Regions from separate parts of the Rattus norvegicus genome. Here region 2 is linked to region 1. The links are chromatin contacts, called in public Hi-C maps. All regions are on one chromosome and are shown on one strand. Each heading gives the region's core, a stretch centred on a gene start, on an enhancer-like site or on the middle of the called end of the contact. The rest is flanking DNA. Distances are from core to core; before and after follow the strand shown.

Region 1 (2,843 bases), core at 192-2,691:
CGGCGGCGCGGGTTCTGCAGCGTCCAGGCTGAGCGGCCGCGCCGAGGGCAGGCTGCCCGGGGGGCTGCTCCCGCTCGACAGGCTGCTGCTGCTGCTGTCGGGACTCTCGATTTTAGGCACTGTGGCCGCACTGCCGCTGCCTAGGGCGGCAGCCGGGGACAGGGGCTGGGGCGGCGAGGGACACGTACCGTTCTCCGTCTTGATGTCCTGGATGCGCACGGGTGGCTGCTGTGGCCCGGGAGCGGAGCCCTCGGCCTGTTCCGGGGGCGCGGGCGCGGGCTGGCGGCCGGCCTGCGGCGGCGGCGGTTCCTGGAGGTGCAGTCGGCCCTTCTCCTCCTTGTCCTTCACCGCGTCCTTCTTCTTGAAGCGCCGCCGCCGCCGCAGGAAGCTGCCGTTCTCGAACATGTTGTAGGAGTCCGGGTCCAGCGTCCAGTAGCTGCCCTTGCCTGGCTTCTTGTCGTCGCGGGGCACCTTGACGAAGCACTCATTAAGCGAGAGGTTGTGCCGTATGCTGTTCTGCCAGCCCTGCTTATTGTCCCGATAGAAGGGAAAGCGGTCCATGATGAACTGGTAGATGCCATTCAGGGTGATCTTCTTGTCCGGGGCATTCTGGATAGCCATGGTGATAAGAGCGATGTAGCTGTAGGGAGGCTTCACCATGTCCTTGGGCTGCGGCTGCGGCGTATAAGGCCCGTAGGCGCGCGCCATGCCGCCCGGGTACTGCTCGGCGTGAGCAGGGTGCGAGTACACGCTCATAGGGGCCGGCATGGCGGTGTAGCCGCCCCCGGCCGCCGCCGCGGCAGCGCGATAGTAGCTCTGCTCGCCGCCGAGGTAGGGCACCACTCCCAGGGAGTTGGGGCTGGACACCGAGTAGCGCGCCTGCATGGCCCCGGCTCGCCGCCGCCAGGCGCAGTCCGCCGCCCCCCACCCTCGCTCGGGCCGGGCCGCGCCGCACCGGCCCCCGAGTCCGAGTCCCGGCCGCGCCGAGCTGCTGCGGGCCCCGCCGCGCTGCGTCTGTCCGGGCCGCGGCCGCCTCCTTGCGCCCGGGGCTGCTCGGCCTCTCCCTGCGCTCGCCTGGCGCCTCGCTGCCCACTCAGTTCCCGCGCGGGCGGCGAGGGAGGGTCGCTGCAACCGGGAGAGGGCCGGACGAGGATTCCGCAAGCCGCCTCGGAGGAACGTTCAGAGCAACTTCCAGGCGCAGTCGGGGCAAAAAAAAAAAAAAAAAAAAAGACAAAAGTTCAAAAAAAATTAAAAAAATAAAAATAAGAAGGCGCCCTGCTCGCCACTGCCTGCGCCTTCCAGGAGACACTGCTCGGGGCTGCTAGCTAAGGCGGCCAAATAACCAGGGGCGGGGGCAGCGCGCCGGCCGCCTTCCCGGGCCCCCGCGTCACCTTTTCTCAGTCTCTTGCGCCGGCCGCTTAAGGAAGCATTGGGAAAACTTCTGAACTTTTGAGCATCCGTCACCCAGGCTAGGACTTTTTTACGCAGTTACATTTTTTTCCGGGCAGCGGAGCCCCGCCCCACTACGGAGGCGGCAGCCAATGGGAGGCGAGAGACGCCTGTGAATGAGCCAGCGGCCGAGCTCCGCCGGCCCGCTCCTGGCTGCTGGAGGACCGCGGGGCTGACCACACGCGCGCCGGCTGCCCGGGCCCGGCGCCCGCGCCCCTGCCCGCAGCCCGCGGTCGGTCCTACTACCGCACCCACCCACTCACTGCCAGACACTGCCCTTCACCCCCTGACGTTCTCGGGGACTGCAGACTTTCGGAGTCCTCACTGGCCCCAGGACCCTTCCTGCGTCCACAGTTCCCAGTCCTCCACGGAGCCCTCGAGTCTCTCTTCGCACAGGATCTGCCTCACTCCTTAGTCTATCTTGCTGTCTCCAGCGCCGGGATTTCTCCGGCCTTCCCAACCCTCCCCCTATCCCTTGGTCTCTCCTTTTCGTAACATCCCTCTCTCTGCTATCGCGGGTCACATTGACATCCCATCCACTCTTCACCCGCAGGTTCTCCAGTCCGACTTTAGGTTTCAGAGGCTCGGTCACAGCCGCGGGGGTTCCAGTGAGGAAGAAGATGGTATTTCGGTGCCTCGCCCCACTCCCTGCTAGCTGTAATCGGAGAGGATAGAAATTTCAGACTTTTTTTTTAAAAAAACTGATAGACTATGTAGGCCACATTGAGGAGCACGGAGTTCACGAGCGTTCCGTTCCAGGGCTTAAAGGAACTAGAGAGTTCGGGCTAAGACGATTCCAAAAGTTTCCTCAACAAACCACTCGTTGTCCCTTTGTCCTGACCAGCACATTTTGGCTCATAGGGCCAGTTAAGTTCAAAAGGGCTTGGTGACATTAGCAGTTGTGATGAAGAAGAGTCAGATAAATATGCCCAAGAGCTTAAGGCTTCCCCCAAGCCACTCTCCGCCTCTGCCCATCCTAGGGCAGCTGCCTCATAGAGTCTGAGTTGGAGGAAGTGTTCAGAATTGTACCTACAAGACAGCTCAAAGATTCTGATAGATAATCCCTGAATGATCCTTGAAATTCGTGATTAGACCTCAAGTCTGCAGCCTCTGGATGACTGGAACAGGATGGGTAGAGATGAGATGGGGGAAATGGAGGGTCTGAGAGGATAGGCCTCCCTCTGACTGCAAAACAACCCTGCATTTCAGCAACTGGTCCAGAAAAAATTCTGACAGAGTGGACACCAAGTCCTTTACTTGAAGATGGGTTTGAGAGCCTGTGAAAAAGTGTTTGTGACTTACTTTTCACCTTGGGTTCCTCAGATAATCTTTAAGGGTTCCTCTGGTAATCTTTAAGGCTAGGACTTGCTGGGAGTCCCTTTTAGTTTACCGAC
Region 2 (2,843 bases), core at 129-2,628, 210 kb after region 1:
AGTATAGGGCGAATGGCACTCGATGGCGCTTGCCATGGCCGGGGATGAGGGCACAGGGCTGCTGCTGCTGTCCGGCCCATAGTCACCGCCGCCACCGCCGCCACCCGCTGCCGCACCGACGCCCGCAGGACCTGCGGGTACCGGGCAGCTGGCCATATAGGTGGAGCCCGGGTTGGGCGACATGTGGGGGACGTGATGGTGGTGGAGGTGGTGTGGGTGCGCGTGGCCCGGAGCACCCGCCCCTGTATCATACCCTGCGGGCATCATGTCGAGGCCACCATAGCCGCCCTGGCCGTGGCAACCCAGGGGCGCTGACGGGGGCGCTTGGAAGTCGAAGCCCTGGGGCAGTAGCGAGGCCCCGAAGCCCAAGCCGCTCACCACGCGATGGTACATGGGTTTGAGAGCCTGGCACTTCCGCCTGAAGCCGCGCGGACGCCGGCGGAACGAACCCTCCTCGAACATGAACTCGCTGGCCGGGTCGATGGTCCAGTAGTGGCCCTTGCCCGGTCGCCCGAGGCCCTTGGGCAGCTTGATGAAGCATTCGTTAAGCGAGAGGTTGTGGCGCACAGAGTTCTTCCAGCCCTGGTAGGCGCCACGGAAAAAAGGGAAGCGCGCCTGCAGGAACTGGTAGATCTCGCTGAGCGTCAGGCGTTTGCTGGGCGAGCTCTGTATGGCCATGACGATGAGCGCGATGTACGAGTAAGGAGGCTTCTCTGGCCGTCGCAGCCCGGAGGTCGCCTTCTTAGTGCCCCCACTCCCAGCGCCTGTGCCGCCGCTGCTCGCCGCACTCTTGCAAGCACCCGCCGAGGCGCTGACCGAGTTGGAAGAAGACGAGGCACAGGAAGCAGAGGATGAAGAGGACGACGACGAGGTGGACTCCAGGGTGGCGGCGGGTGGCGGGCTCATCAAGGCGGCCTGGAGCGCGCCGGGCGCCGGGCTGCACGCGCGGCGGAGTGGGGCAGGCGGCGGGCGCGGCGGGGGTGGCGGAGGCCCGCCCTCGGTGCTCATCTGGGAGCCGGGAGCAAGGCCCGGCCTGGGGGGTGGACCCCGGACGGAGATTGGCGGCGCCGGAGCCGGGTCGGTCCACAAACCGAGTGAGTGCCCTACTGCGCCGGCCGCGCTGCAGCCGGGGCCACTGCGGGCCAGCGCTTCGGCGTCGCCTCCCTCAGCTCTTCTGGGGCTTCGGGCGGCGGCGGCGGGTCGAAGGCAACGCCCCGCGCATCCCTCTTCCGAGCCTCCGGCCCGCGCCTTGCGCAACCGTCTCCTAAGCCACCGAGGCGACGCTGCCTGGGGCCGGACAGTTGCGCCCTCGAGCCAAGATCTCAGCCCGGACCCCGGGGACTAGCCCGTCGTCTTCTTTCAGGAGTGCTCCTCTCTCTGTCTCTTGGACTTCCTCCCTGGCGCGCCCTCCCCGCGGCCGCTTCGCTCCCTCCCTCCCTCGCTCCCTCCCTCCACCCCACCCCGCCCTGCCCCCTCCTCGCTCCGCGCCGCCCGCCACGGGGAGGGCGCACTGGGCTCGCGTCACTCCTCCCCCTCTGGACCTGGCTGCGGGCTTCTGCTCTTATCGCCTCCCGGACTCTCCGGGGTCCTGCTCGCACTACAAATTCCTTTCGGGCTCTTTCCCTTTCCCCATCTGCCCTCTTCAAAGCCAGGGCTACAGATCCTCAGGCATTCTGCTGGGAGGAGAACTCCCAATCCTGGCAAGACTCGACTACCTCTGACTTCAGCAATTCATTCTCTGTCCCTTCCAGCAGCCCGTTTCTTATCACAGAAGTGCCCCAACCCCGCAACCCGTGAGTGGACACACCCTGCCCCTCCTCCACCCCCGCCGGACCCTGTGGGGACTGAGTTTTGGGGAGACAGTGCCCTGGAAGAGCTTCCTTAGCTACGGTCCCCAGTGCCCGAACTGACACCATCTGTCAACTTCATTTAGACAGTGCGGCCCTCAGCCACACGCCAGGGTGCCAGACGTCCCAAGGTAATGTGCCAATCCTGGGTCTCTCTCTCTCTCTCCCTCTCTCTCCCTCTCTCTCCCTCTCTCTCCCTCTCTCTCCCTCTCTCTCCCTCTCTTTCTCTCTCTGGCTGGACATGCAGGCTTCTGAGAGGTCATAGCAGAGGGCAAGTCCAGGGCGCCTTTGAGCTGTGCCCAGGGCAGTTATGAGCATATTTTCAGCTGAGCACTGGGGTTTGGGTGGAGAAACCTGGGCCAACTTTTAGGGACTTGGGACTCTCTTGAGTCGAATGGATTCCGATTTTTATTTACTTCCACCTTCCACTGATTGTCATTTCCACGTCATGGAGAGAGTAGTAGAGGGAGAGAGAGGGAGAGGGAGAGCCTGCCTGAGGTGAGGAGATAGTTGTATTTATCATCAACACGGAAGGTAAGCGCAGCAGCCAGTGGGTTTACAGTGTCAGTCTTCCCGCCCCCCAATGTACCATGGCCAAGCTCACTTCATTCGAGAACACTCCTCCAGTTGTGGCTTATTCCTCTCGGTAAGAGTCGGCTCAGAGAGAGATGGCCCTCGGGAGAAATCATTCCAATGAGACCCGACAGTTAGTTATTGGATTACACGTGCGGGGAAATGTAGTCTGACCTCGGACAGGGGCTGCAAAGAGAGTTGCAGGCTGAAGTAGGCCTGACCACACAAGGGCTGGTGGCCAGGCCCAGAGGGAAGGAGATGCCCACCAGGGGGACAAATAGAAGGAAGGCACAGTAATGCACCAGCCCTGAGAAGTCTGCGTTTGCCTGGTGTGTACTGAGGAGTCTGGGAAGATGGGAGGGAGGGCAAGGAGGAGAGTGCAGGACCCAGTAAAGACGTTACAAAGAGCCTTGTGGAGCGAGT

Evidence for each region. A called contact is a pair of places that touch in the nucleus more often than the background predicts.
Region 2: a Hi-C map of prefrontal cortex shows a contact between it and region 1, with 2.9 times the contacts expected there. The contact joins the promoter of Foxf2 here to the promoter of Foxc1 in region 1. A contact is called at or near these places in 2 of 12 Hi-C or Micro-C datasets (frontal cortex and prefrontal cortex).

The regions. Positions count from the first base shown.
Region 1 is chr17:32,842,659-32,845,501 of GRCr8, forward strand. It overlaps Foxc1 (forkhead box C1), which reads right to left and starts at 1,442. Exons shown (of 1, transcript NM_134338.2): 1 at 1-1,442. The coding sequence starts at 885.
Region 2 is chr17:33,049,881-33,052,723 of GRCr8, forward strand. It overlaps Foxf2 (forkhead box F2), which reads right to left and starts at 1,379. Exons shown (of 2, transcript NM_001400749.1): 1 at 1-1,379. The coding sequence starts at 1,008. LOC120097779 (a long non-coding RNA gene) reads left to right here and starts at 1,410. Exons shown (of 3, transcript XR_005495507.2): 1 at 1,410-1,978.